2 separate regions of the Anas platyrhynchos genome follow, and region 2 is linked to region 1. The links are chromatin contacts, called in public Hi-C maps. All regions are on one chromosome and are shown on one strand. Each heading gives the region's core, a stretch centred on a gene start, on an enhancer-like site or on the middle of the called end of the contact. The rest is flanking DNA. Distances are from core to core; before and after follow the strand shown.

What was found. Hi-C and Micro-C count contacts between places; a contact is called where the count stands out from the background.
Region 2: a Hi-C map of subcutaneous adipose tissue shows a contact between it and region 1, with 1.8 times the contacts expected there. The contact joins the promoter of MED6 here to the enhancer-like site in region 1. A contact is called at or near these places in 2 of 8 Hi-C or Micro-C datasets (liver and subcutaneous adipose tissue).

The regions. Positions count from the first base shown.
Region 1 is chr5:36,225,075-36,232,454 of IASCAAS_PekinDuck_T2T, reverse strand. It overlaps PCNX1 (pecanex 1), which reads left to right. Exons shown (of 36, transcript XM_038179407.2): 18 at 1,290-1,395; 19 at 3,677-3,769; 20 at 4,167-4,317; 21 at 4,903-5,044; 22 at 6,404-6,581; 23 at 6,970-7,078. Among named protein-coding and RNA genes, the nearest start is that of PCNX1, 60 kb to the left of the region's middle. Within about 2 kb of position 2,869, at least 3 of the 8 cell types and tissues checked have an H3K27ac peak or open chromatin away from gene starts, as enhancers often do. A contact at or near this core is called in subcutaneous adipose tissue, where this site is marked.
Region 2 is chr5:36,431,024-36,438,106 of IASCAAS_PekinDuck_T2T, reverse strand. It overlaps MED6 (mediator complex subunit 6), which reads right to left and starts at 5,399. Exons shown (of 8, transcript XM_027458650.3): 1 at 5,246-5,399; 2 at 2,886-3,045; 3 at 1,766-1,857. The coding sequence starts at 5,267.

The sequences.
Region 1 (7,380 bases), core at 1,620-4,119:
TCCTCCTTTCAAGTACAACCTTTCTTTGTGACTTCTGGTGAGTTACTTGTATGCCAAAGTCTGATTTTTCTCTAATTGCTAGTCAGCTGCCATCTTTCTACTGCTGCATATGTGCTGAACAACCTGTAACCTTTCTGTAATTAAAGAGGTGCTGAAAACACTAGCTTAAGCTGAAGGCCACATGTGGATTTTTTGAACTGTGCTTTTCCCACTTAATTCACTGCTGTGTTCTTCCGTTGAATGTGTGCTCAAAGCACTAATTCATATTTGATCTTGGAAACAACACAATAAGAATCTGTTTTGGTGATTAGTGCTCCCATCTAAGATGGGAAGCGGTCACAATGCTCTTCTGAGTTGGAGTATTGATGAGAGTACTTCTGATTGAATTAATAATTATGTATGTAAAACAAAATAGTTTTAGTAGAAAAAACACCTCCCATAGAACAGCCAGTAGAGGCTCGGTTGTCATGTATTTGGATTAGGCAGAGCTTGAACTTTGATTTAAATTTAGCCATAATGCTGGATGAAATAGAAAAGTAGCACTCTGGAGCATATGGGGACCTCTTCTGTGGATGGGGCGATGATGTTTTTATCTGAGTGTTCATACAGGAAGGAGACTGGGGGGACCAAATAAATATTTATTTGCAGTAATTAGTGCAAAAATAATTGCAAGGGACTTTGAAGCATACAGGTATGGCTAGCAGTGCTGCATATGGTCTTCTGAAAACTTAGGTACAAGTTTTTTGGGTTTTTAGTACCAACAAAGCCTGATAAGAATGTAGCAGTTTAGTCAGCGTAGCTCATTCCTGAATTAATCAGACTAACACAGATAATACTTTTTTTTTCCCCTGTTGGAGTTCAATTGGAACAAAGAATTCCCTGATTTGTGTTAACAAATAGGCTCCAACTTCGGAGTATGTTAACTTTTTTTGTCAGTTGCATGCTGAAGTTTAGTTTCATGAGTAGTATGATGTCAGTTTATGAATTCAGTATTTGTCCAGTCACCCCTGTTGGTACTGGAGAAACTGCTGTTTAAATAAGATCTGGCTACTCATCTAAGTTCTATCTCTAATGGTGGCCATTGTGTGCAACCAGAGAACTGGTTCATTTATAAAATTGAGATCTCATCTTTGTAAATTAGGTCAGCCATGTGAAAATACTAATATGCTAGTATTGCTTTTTATTGCAATAAAACTTTAACAGAACTTCTGACTTTGCTTTATGTATTTTTAAAAGAGTAACAATGCATTCTTTTCAATGGGTTCTTTTTTTGCCTTTTTTTTTTTAAGCTCTTTAGTGCAATCAAAATTTTTTCCTAATTCTGAAGACAAAAACCCTGAGGATCCTCTGTCTGAAGTGAAAGATCCTTTACCTGAAAAGCTTAGAAACTCTGTGGTAAGCAGACATTCATTTTGTTGTCTAAGCCTTTACTTATGTTGATCAGTGTAGCATTAGTCTGGATCTTACTTGGCTCACATTTGTCAGTTACCATGGTGTTGATTAGGATTGGATATCAGAGCACAAATATAATAATCAAGTCTCAGTAGCTTTAAGAATTTTAAGTGCAGTATATATCTTGTTCATGTAACCCACAACCCATTAATAACAATTTATTGAAAATATTAGATATTTCTAGATAAAATACTAGATATTTCTGGAAAAATCTGGTAATCTGTATCAAGGGAAAGAGACTCGTTTTGTATTATGGGAGGAGTTCATTCTTGTTGATAAGGAGCGTGGTGCTCCCATATCACAGAAGATGCTATTGCATATAAAAGAAAAACAGAAAAAAGGACTCCTAGTCCATGCTGTGATAGAGGGTTAAGTTCCCTCTGTATTACTTGTACATGAATTCGTGCATATACAAGCCTGCACTCCTGAGCTGAGATTTTAGAAAGGCAACCTATGAACTTTATGCAAGAAAATGCAGTATACAATGCTGGAGAGAAGAAATCTTTAAGAATGGAATTAGTTGCAATGTTTGTTTTTAATTAAAAATTCAGCATCTGAGAGAGAAACTGCAACTGTATGCTTGCTTTGACAGACAGCTCACTCAGCCTAAGGAATGATACTGGGTCAGTTTCTTAATATAAAAATGTGTGCATCTAGTTATTAAACCCTGTTTGTTACAAAGGTAAACCTCTGTAAGCAGAACTTCCTCTGCACTGTTGTACAATTTTAGTGCTACCTATAAAAGTGACGATTCTTTTAAATCTGTAAATGAACCAATGTACTATACTAAGAATATGTTTATAGTGCAATTTAAGTTATTCAGATGGAGACATGGAACAACTGGAATTTCCCTAGTGTTACATTCAGTGAAGGATCCCTGAATTTTCTTTGAGCTCATGTCAATAGCAAGAGATACTCGTGGAAGTGCACTGGGAAAGATTAATGGGAGTAATAGTGTAGTACCTCAGTATTTCAAGTAATTGTGAGCAAAAGCTGTGTGCTTGTGTTCCAGAAGGGCAAAAACTTGAAATGGTGGAAAGTCTTTTAAAGAGCAGATGTAACCTCTTCTGTTTGCTTCAGCACATTATTCTTGTACATGCAATGGTGCAGTAAGTAAAAGACATAGGAAATTCAATTATACAAAGAAAGGTCAAACAGTTGTTTAACCTTGCATGGGTGCTGTCTCTAGGGGAGTAACTGTGTAGACAGGCTTCTCATACAGCAGACAAGCACAAGATCTAATGTATAGAAACTGCAAGGAGACATATAAAGTAGAGAAACTGCAGTCTTTTTTACCATTACTCTGAGAGACAGACCTTAGGAGCTTTAACTCTCAAACTATATCTTAGTTGCTTGGAGAGTGTGAGGGCTGAAGGATGATGATGATGTATTCTTTCTTTTGGTGTCTTTAAAAATCAGGATTTCTTGTCTTCTGAAAAAATAAGCTATGTGCCAAGAGTTTAGGATCTTGAAGCAGTAACTGCTGCGTGTAACTGATTTTGCCAATTTTAGAGTAGTTAATCCTGTAATGTTTTCCTGGTATGAAAATACTAATGCTGTGTTCAGAGTGAGAACAGGTCTAAACTGGGAAGATTCTGACTTCAAGTGACCCTGAGTATGTATCGCCCTCTTGTGACTCAGTCTGGCACTAATCGGCTTGTTGTTTTCTTCCCATTCCCAACAAATAGATTACTCTCTTAAGGACAGCAGAAAATGCAAGCTCATTCCTCAGGGTCATTTTAAAGCTATCCTTCACTCCTTCTGTAGAGGAGAGGGGGGGAAAGAGAGCGTTATTGTTTTTCCACCAGATACTTAGCTTTGTCTAGGCAGCTGTCTTCCAGAGCTCTTAATTGCTCCATAGCAATTCATAGATCATAAATGGGAAATCTGGTTAGCCCTTCTAGCTCTTTTTTTAGTGCTATAGAGGGGGTCCTTATATCCCTTCAGTATCCAGAATGAGAGGGATAGAAGATACTGTGTATATTAACTTCTCTTGTCCCACTTTGAGTAGGTGTCTTTGTGGTTATTAACTTTCTTTTACTAATGCACTTGGCCATAAGATTTACCTTGTGAAATTTCTAATAACTTCAGTGGAAGTAACTAACACTGGCACCATTTGAAAATCCTTTAAGCAGTTTCACTGTTATTGCTGGTGAGGATTAAGATTCTGAAGAGAAAAACCAAAGCTTGTGTTTTCTAAAATTATTTTGTTTTCACTTTCCAGAGTGAAAGATTGCAGTCTGACCTGATTGTGTGTATAGTCATCGGTGTACTCTATTTTGCAATTCATGTCAGTACAGTATTTACAGTTTTACAGGTAAGGTGTTTCATCAAATCTGCCAGTGTTTGCTGCATACAAATGTTCTAATGCTATCTAGTACTCGTATGCATCGTTCTCCTGACTAGTTTTAGATGGTCTTTAAATATATAATTTGACAAGTACCAAGTACATGACAGGAGATCTTCACATTTCACTTTTATGTGTTTGAAATCTTCCTCCCTTTCTCAGGTGTGTGGGTTTGTTTTTTTTTTCTTCTGTATTTTTGAGTCTCTAACACATAAAATGCCCTCTCTTCATCTGTCTCAGATAAGTTACTGTCAGAATCATTTTGGAATGAGGAAAAAATGCTCAAAGCTCTTACGTTATTAATGTAAGATTCTTATTTTTTTTATAAAACACAAACCTAAATTTGTTCAATTCTTCTCTTGTTTAGCCTATTTTAAGTTATGTTCTCTATGCATTGGTGGGTACGGTAGGCTTTGTGACCCATTATGTTCTGCCTCAACTCCGAAAGCAACTTCCTTGGCATTGCTTTTCTCACCCACTGCTGAAAACCAAGGAATACTATCAGTTTGAAGTCCGAAGTAAGTATCATTAATGATACTATTTTTGAATTTTCAGTTGCAGCTGACTTAATTTGTATTAGTTGTTTATATGCTTCATATTTTTGCTTTATTATTTGTTATACTCTAGTGGAGCATTTCGTGATATGATATAGTTATGTCTAAGTTTCTCAGAGCATCATCATTTCAAATATATATAAAGTGTCATGGAATCAAAGCATGAGGAAAATATATTACATGTGCTTACAGTATTTCAGAGCAGTTCCACACAGTCTTCAAAATTTTAAGTTTCAAAGTTTGTGATAATGATTGCCTTAAATAATTTTAGCAAAGTTGGAGTGTTTGTTCACTAGGTATTTCTTTAAGGTACTGAGTTTTCAAGTGCTTTAGAGGATTAGATATGGTTAATGCTGTTGGAGACTTGAGCTTGACATAGACCTAATTCTTATTGATACCGTTCACTTGTTGGGCAAAAAAGTTGTACTCTATCTAAATGAATAGTTTTTTTCTTCATTGTTTAATCATAAATGACTTGGATCAAGAATTTGGATTCTGTTACTTGAGTTTGATTTGACAATCTGATTTCTTTTTAATATTTCCTGATAGATGCTGCACACGTTATGTGGTTTGAGAAACTTCACATTTGGCTCCTTTTTGTAGAGAAAAATGTTATCTATCCACTGATAGTCCTCAATGAGCTTAGTAGCAGCGCTAAGAATATTGCTAGTCCAAAGAAACTGGATACTGAGTAAGTAGAAAAGGCTATCAAGTCGTCCGAGTATGTCTACTGTGGTGGGAAATAGTGAGTTGTGGACTCAGTAGCAAGATAGTAATGCTATTGGCTCAAATACAGCAAGGAATAAATGCAAGTTCTCTTTATATGAAAGCATATATAGAACAGAGTCACCATGCTGGCTTAAACTGAATGGAATATTACAGTTTTAAATCAGGAATCAATGCAAAGATAAATTACTCAAATCGTAGTGTATACAATAAAGTTCTGCAATTTGCAGTCTATGTAGAGGTGCGATATCAGAATGTCCTTGTTGATCTTGAGAGTCTGCAATATAACTACACAGACTGCAAATTCAAGATAGTGACAATACATTTAGGTATTTTGTCCAATGTAAACAGAAGACTTATGTAACATCCCATCAGTTGATGTGCCAGCTTGCAGTCCCTGTGCAGCTTTCCACACTCATCATAAAATTCCCAGGACCTTCCAGCCCCTTAATGCAATTTGTAGCCAGATGGAATTGCACACTGCCTCTTAAATTGAGACTTGATTATAATTCCTCAAGCAGTGTATCTGACTGTCTCAACAAAGTGAGTTCAGTAATAGGCCCTGCAGATTTTGTGTCCAAGAACAGTGACCAGGTGGCCTCTTTTGATTTGAAGTTCTGTTGATTTAAAATGGAAGTACTGTAGGGAAAAAAAAACACACACCTTAAAACAAAATCATTTTTTTAGGTATGTGTGGTGGTGACGGTCTTTATTGCTTTGTTTTTAGTTTAATCCCTGGTCTATTAAGTTATAGCATTAGGTTAATTACTTTTGTCACTCTACAGGGCTTTGGTAGGAATATTGCCATTTACGTAATGTTATTTTTATAACCATCTGATCTGTCAGTAGCTCTGGGAGGTGGAGGAAGAATCACCGTTGTGTTTCTCCCACTGTAAGTTAGATTAGTATAGTTGTGTTGGAAACAACCCAGTATTCAGTAACATTCTCTTGCTGATTAATCTAGAGCAATTCCAGCATTTTTGCATCTTTATATTGATGACCTAAATTTAAGGCCTTATGCTCAGAGCAGAGGGATATTTCACCTTTGATTTTCTTTAGTAGGAGTCTTTCAAATAACAGTATTTGAACCTAAATTGGCTTGAAAATGCTGATAGAGAGGCTTGGATAGTAACCTCTTGAAGTCTGAAATTGCCTTTAAAGAATAAATAGAACTAATACAGGCACCACCACCACCATGCAAGACAAATGAACAAGTCTAAACCTTGAGTTTGAAGAGATTGGCATTGTAAGACAGCAACAATTTAAGTGGTCTATAAACCCCTTGAGACAGCAGATAACTGTTTTCTGTGAATTTCCTTCACAGGTTGGGTGCTTTAATGATCACAATAGCTGGCTTGAAGTTACTGCGTTCATCATTCAGTAGCCCAACGTGCCAGTATGTCACTGTTATTTTCACAGTGCTCTTCTTTACTTTTGATTACAAAAGTTTTACTGAGACCATGCTGCTAGATCTCTTCTTCATGTCCATACTCTTCAGCAAGGTAACTAACTCTCTGTTTCTGGTCATCCAAAAGGGAAAACTGGCTATACTCTTAACTGATAACTGATCCAATCCAGATCCATAGTCCTATTGGCACTTTAATCTATATGCTATAAGACCTTTAAGACTTCTCCTTCTCAAAGCATTTGTTTGCCTGATACAGCATATGCATCTTTCTAAAAATCTCATGAGTTTCTGTTAGTAGAACGATGTAGTGCATATTGTGTCACTTGCTTCCTCATTGCATCTTTTTTGTAAGTCTAAAGGCTTCTGGTAGACCGGAAAGAACTCTGGGGGAATGAGTAAACTCCTCAGGATATATTGCTGTACTACAAAGCATGTTGATTTTTAGCAAAATAACTTATTTTTCTTTTATTTCTTTTCCACAGCTTTGGGAACTCTTTTATAAGTTGAGATTTGTATATACCTACATTGCTCCCTGGCAGATCACATGGGGATCTGCCTTCCATGCTTTTGCCCAACCCTTTGCTGTGCCACGTATCCTTTAAAAATGCTGACTTTTTGTGAAATCATGTCTTATGAATTCTCAGTGTTGCATTATAATGGTTATGTATTATACCTACTGAATGAGCAGGCTTATCCGATGAGCATTAATGAAAAGCTGTACATGCTTTTGACCATGCTGCAATGATGTGAGTTTTACGCTAGCAGACAAAGCAGGAACAGAATTCTAACATAAAAGAAACATAAAGTAGGAGTTACTTCATTCTGAAAGTGACATAGCTTTTCTTCTGACAGTCGTTTCCCTTTTTCAAGAGTCATGAGCTATATGATCTGGG
Region 2 (7,083 bases), core at 4,150-6,649, 200 kb before region 1:
TTACAGGACCCAATTCCTCCAGTACTTGCATTTTACAAAACTTGGACACCTGCCCTAATTAACAGACCAAGACAGCTGGGTGCATATTGCAGCCAGTACCCACTTCTAAAAAGAAAGAGGAGTTCCTTCTCAGCGTTTCCTTAGAAGTGGTGAAAGACACAGAACAGCAGCTTTACCGCCTCCCAGCTCTGTACCCAAGCCACCTACTTTCCTGGACAGACAACTATCCCTAATCATTGGGTCTATTTTTTTTTTCCAGAAAACTTTAACCACTTCAAATGGGCTAAGTCTTGGCTTAAAGAATTTGAAGTATTTTTTTTTTTTTAAACACAGAGAAATCCTAAGACAGACCTGCACTAGTCCTCCCTGATTACTCAACACTAGCTGTGAAGTCATTACAATTTAGTTTCCCACGTCTCAAATACACTAATATTTGTACCACGATAAGACATATGGGTAACATTTGAGCCAGGGAACTATGTGATTCAAACAAGGTGTCTAGCACAAACTGTACAATCACAATGGGAAAAACATCACTGAAGTCCCAGTTAAGTTCCACCATATGCACATTACTACAGCAGAAGTCTGAAAACCCCTGTTGTGGAAGCCACAAATCTACTCTTGATTTAAGTGTCTAAACAGGAACTTTAGGGGTGCGTGACATTTCCATATGCACCTTTGGAAAGCTAGATTCAAAATGTTTATTAAAGGAACAACTGGAAAATCCATTACAGGAGGAACCATGTATGTTCTTTTTCAGTACAGATACACGCAAATAAGAATCTTATCAGAATATCTGATACACGCAAATAAGAAGCATTGCTACATAACTCAAAGTCCTATACAAGAGCAAAATGCAAATGCAGTGTCTAAGTCACTAAACAAAAACAACTTTAGAAAACAACTAGCATTAACCCTGCTCTTCTTTTCTGTAAGGTTTACCCGGAAATAACCTGAAGTATTTTACATGTATACGGAGTAAACAGAGAAGACATTTCAATATCCATTGAATTGTGTTTGCTTTTTTAATTAATTGCACATGCACAGCTAACAAATTTAAGGTTAAAAAGGAATACTGAATCCAGCTGCCTGCAAAGGAGAGAAAAGCTAAAGGTATTTCATTCAAAACTTGGAAAGGTCTAATGATTTCAAAAATATAAAGATCTCAGAAGAACAACCAAAAGAAGTATCTGAAGCATCTCATGGTCATTTTTTAGAAAGGTTGTCTTCCACTGACAAGATCCTACTCAGCAGTTCACCCAAACTATAGCCGAAGGCGAAAATAGTGCAGAATGAATAAATGACAAAAACAGGAATGATCCCTCTCCCTGACCAATGGAGATCATGGTACTCCTCCTCAAAAATACATAAATAAATAAATAAATACTAGCCACTTCAGATGATTAGCTCTAATTAAGCTAATGATATCATTAGCCTTATATTTAAATAAAACAAAAAATCCTGGCTAGCCAAACATGTAAATAAGACGTGGTACATGAACACACACACCGCAGGGTAGCTCGTTCTCAGTGCACTCTTCACATTTCACCACGAGATGGCAATCCCTGCTCTGAACACACCAGAGGTCACCCTGCTAGACATAGTTAACTCCACCCCACCTCTGATACAAAGCCTCCTAACCTTATACTTAGGTTTAAGATAACAACAGAAAAGAGGAGCCAGAAGTGCTCAAACAAATTAGAAACAGATAAAAGGGATTAATTGACTGGCCTTCTCGAGAGTGGCAAGAAGCAAGCGACCTTACCTTGTGTTGGAGATTGCCTTTGCTGCTTTCGGATAATGAAGAGAATGGGCTCTTGAGCATGAAGAAGAATGTACTCCACTCCAACCATCTGGCTGAAATAGAAACAACCAGAATAAAAATCTTTCTCAAAGCAAAATCTGTGGGATGTGAAGAGCTATCAAGGGTCTGGCAGCACAGGGATAAATGCTTTGGAAGCTTATTGATAATGCTCAGTAAATAAAGGCACAGGATTTCCTGAGCTAGCTATTAAAACCTACCTGCGTATAAAAAGGGAATTGCAACACCTCACACATCCGAGCTGAACACATTAGCAGACAAATAACGAGCAAGAAAGATGACACAATCTATTAACACAAAGATGTCATCTAAACACAGAAACAAAGGACCAGTGTTTGATGTGACCATCTGTGTCTCTCACTTGAAAGCCTCTCTGCAAGCACATCCAAACACAAGTGGCTTTACCAATGAACTTTTAGCTCAGCTTGCACACTTCTTATCACATTGTAGTCTTTAAATAGTTCGCGAATATCTCACTTGTGCTCAGTGTAGCAGATGGGAAACTGCAAAGAAAGTTAACTTGCACATGCTGCAATCCCATCACACAACCATCTGTGATCAGTTTATTTACAACACTCAATACTTTTATTATCCGTACTAAAAAGCCAGCTCCTCGGAGGAATTCTGTACTAATTATGGCAAGGAGGCAATGGAACATGGAATCGCAAACTACTTATGAATGCAAAGTATCCCCTAACATAAACCCTACTGACCATAGAAAAAACACTTAAAAGATGTTACCACTGCCCAGTTTCCATTGAGCTGGGACAATGAAAGAAGACAGATTTTCTAATTAGAAATTTCTAAAAGGTGATTTACTAGAATCTCAGGATATAGCTAGAATCCTTCACGCTCAATACTCCTTGAAATGGCATGGTGGCATGAAAGGAAGTAGAAGGCACCTAAGTATTCTAATTAAAAGAAGAAGCTGGGCTCCCTGGCAAGCAGTGGGACTACAAAGCACAGAACATGATGTTTCCAGCATGCTTCTGTTCAACTATCAAAGCCTCTGGATGGAGGGACAAATGACGCTAGTGGGAAGCAGTTCCAGATTGCAACTTACTTCAGATGGTCCAAGGTCATCCGCTGCATTTTGACAACTTCATTATTACATGTTCGGTCGTAGAACGGGTTACTTCGCTCCGAGAAGTAGTCCAACACACTCCCATTGTTTAGGATTGGAATCCAGGAACTGTCCACCCAGGAAATTCCCAAGAGGTTATCTGGGAAGAGTAACTTACAGTGAGTACCAAAGCAGGCAGGAACACTGCAAACATCTCCAAGAGTAGATTGCCATCAGTTAATGATTACAGCAGCCCCCCACAAACCAGTTTGAATTAAAAATGCATTTTAGAGTTCAAATCATAACTGGTATCCTTTAGCCTTCTGCAGTTCTACTCTACATACACAACAGAAATACAATCTTGTTTAATTATTGCATTTTGCTTTTCTTCACTACTAGCTGCTGGTATACCTTTAACATCTCAAAAATGGAGCAGGGTGCTTGCACGCAGGCATGTGAACACATGCACGCATGGGTTGGTGGGAGTTGGTTAACTTACACTGCGTATCATCTTAAACCTACTTAGTAGTATCATATAGATTTATTTTAGGAACAACAGCATTTGCTGAGTAGAGAGAATAACAAAGGCATTGATGAAACCTACATCTTTGGTAAGCTGAATTTACTGAACTCAGCTAGAATCTATTACTGGGGGAAAAAAAGTGAGAAACATTACACTAAATCTGAGCCTGGTAACATTTAAAACAGCTTATTTCTGAGAAAAAATAGTTTCCAAGCCCTAAACCATGGTACTGAAAAGTAAAACATTACAGAGATCTATATAATGAAACAAAATAGCGGTGTTGTTAACATTTCTACAATGTTATGCTATTAAAATAAATCTCTGTGATATCACAGCATCTGATACCATTATGTTTCAAAAATGATTGTGTTTGATGCTGGGGAAATAAACCAAAAAAACAACACACCAGAAAATAAAGATACTAACTTTGGTCCCATGTTTCCCAGCATTCACAAACAACAGATTCTACAGCAATTTGCCAAATACTCTGTGGCAAATTACTTACTCAGTATCTCAGGGCTTACAGAAATCTAACTATGCAGGTATTCACAACCACACAGAAAAAGCAAGCTTTATAAATGAAATACACTCTGTAACATGGAAATCTTTACATGCCAGGTATGTTTCTATACATGTGGGGACATCTGAATTTAAGTCATTGAATTTTACAATCACACTGCAGCAAAATTATGTTCCTCAAGTACTTGAATTGTCAAAGTTAAAGACAGACCAAAGAAACCAGAGTCAGCAACTGGTTCTATAGCCAACAAATCTGCTAACATGAGGCACCCTGAAATTCAGCTATTTTAATTCTGGTAACAGCAAGCAATTCATGAGACATGAGAAAGCAGGCAACAAAGGGATGTGATGCTTAGAATTAAAAAACAACAAAATGTAAGTGATGAGAAGCCACCACAGACTGAATAACAACTGGGAACTCCCTTCTCACAGGAACCACTCCTCCACTTGCACACATTATCTGCCAACTCAACACTCCACTGTGAATGTTTTACTTCTGCAGAAGCTCTTTACGTCCGAGGATGGCCAGCTCAGTTCCAAAACGTCAGCTCATACACTGTTTGATAGCTGCTCCTCAGGGCAGCTGCTAAGTAACACTGCCTGCCCCACAAGCCAGGAAAAAACGCAAGATAATAATCACAAGTAAATCGCTTTGCCCTGTCAATCTCAGGCTTGCCAGCCTAACTACTTCATAGAACAGGGGGCATTCATATTTTTTTTTTCCACATACACCATTATCTTCCCTAAAAAAAAAAAAAAAAAGGAATCTCAGTACATAGCATGCACCTTTATTAAGCGCTTAAGCTGTAGTAGCGTTGATTATCCTAAATGCAATTTAAAACCAAAGACAAACTTTCCTTCCCAACAAAATCAAAGCCTTAAGCACTTGCATTCTTGCCATAATACACCCTCCTATTACATTTCAAATATTCTTGCTTGTGTGGATTGCTCTCAAAGGGGCTCTGAGCTGAGCTCCCGATGACAGGCACAGACCGATCAACAAACGACAAAACTGGATGTAAGGGTGTGCTCTAAGGCTCAGCCCCCGCACCTGCTCAATGCCAAGCATCCCAACTGCTCTCAGACCCAGCAGGGCTGCTCTTGGTGGGGTCCCCCCCCCATCCCCACCTCCTCAGCAACTCACCCGCCCAGACGCAACCCGTCGTTTACCTTTCACCCTCCCGCTCCCCGGAGCGCTCTCTTCGTGTCCCCATGCCGGAACCCCCACCCAACCCCCTCCCGTTCCAGAAGGGCTCCGCGGCTTCCCCCCTGATCCCCCCAGACCCCCTGATCCCCCGTTCCCCCGTCCCGGCCGCACCTCTCACATCCACGGCCGCCATGGCGCCGCCTCAGCGAGGCCCGGAAGCGGCGGCGGCGGGAGGAGCGCCCCGCCAGGCCGGGCGGTGCTGGCGCGGATGGCGGCGGCCCCGCTGCGTGAGGGGGCTGGAGGCCGCCACATGCCGTTGCCTCGGATTGCCGTCCTAAGGGCTGGCCGTGGGGGTTATGGGGTGAAGAGCTGAATTCAGCAGGTGGAAAAATAGGATCACGGAGTCATTAAGGATAGGAAAGAACTCCAAGATCCTCTGGTCATCAATCATCCCCTACCGCCAATGTCACCCACTAAAGCATGTCCCTAAGCACCACGTCCAACCTTTCCTTGAACACCCCCAGGGACGGTGACTCCAACACCTCCCTGGGCAACCCGTCCCAATGCCTGACTGCTCTGAGCAGAAATGTCTCCTCATTTCCAACCTGAACCTCTCTGCCGCAACTTGAGGCCATTCCCTCTAGTCCTATCGCCAGTTACCTGTGAGAAGAGGCCGACCCCCAGCTCCCCACCCCTTCCTTTCAGGGAGTTGCAGAGAGCAGTAAGGTCTCCCCTGAGCCTCCTCTTCTCCAGACCAAACAACCCCAGTGCCCTCACAGCTCCTCACAAGACTTGTGCTCCAAGGTCCTTCATCAACTTCCTAGCCCTTCTTAGCCCCACACTCCAGGGCCTCCATGACCTTTTTGTACCGAGGGGCCCCAAACTGAACACAGTTAGGACAAACCAGAACTGAGGTTGCTTATTTGCACTTTATCTGATCCTCTTGCACAGATGCATTATGAGATGGACTGAATCACACAAACATTCCTCCCCTCCAAGATTTCTGTCTTGTTCAATATGTCGGAGTTGATGTTGGAGTTGATATATGACTTGCAAATATACTGAAATTGGTTTCTGTGAAGGAGAGCTGCCTGCAGATCATTTGTTTTACCAATTTCCAAAGTTGCAAGATGTCAAAGTACTAAGTGAACATTACAGAAAGTGACAAGATAAATAGGTGAGGCAAAATAATGCTGCCTTAGAGAACTAGACTCTATTCTTACCAGTAATACAGTCTTACCTTATATTAACAAAGCTCTGACCGTTACAGTTGTCCAGTAATCTCGTTCATCATCTGTTGGAGTCAGACGCCAAGGAATTGACTTATAGGCGTACTGAGCACCCACTGCAAAAAAAGTTATAGTTGTCATATTTTGCATGTTTTATAATTCTCTGTACTCTGAGAAGCCGAGTTCACTGATATCCATCTCATTTTAAACCCCCAAATGAGATATTTGTAATCTCTGTGCCTCAAGGCTGCATCTCTGAAATGGGGGGGGGAGGGTGATATCTGGTCCCTTAACTCAGAGAGGTTTGTGGAAATAAATGTATTAATGTCTCAAAAAAACATAACGATGCTGGGGTGGTGAGTGTCACGAGGAAATTAATAATTCTCTCTTCAAAGCAGGATTTGCTTAATGTGCAAAAAATAATGTGCATAAATAAACATGATTAAACAGTGGCAGAAAACAAAGTATTGAACAGAAAAGCACCATCTATCCTGAACTCTGAATGCAGAAGGAATCCATGAAAACCTGGCACATGATACAGTCTTTAACAGCACATGATAGTCTTTAATTGCATTAAAAATCAAAGCTAATCTTAATTTTTCAGCTTTGCCAGCTGAGCCCTTGTTACTGAGATAATATTTTGTAGACATATTTTCCCACCATGTAATTCACATGTGCACATGCACTGCAGACCCCTGTTCCTCAGTTTACTGCTAGTTGTTAGCAGTTTCATGTCTTGGTCAAACACTTCTCTCCAAAGATATCCACAGCAGAATGTTT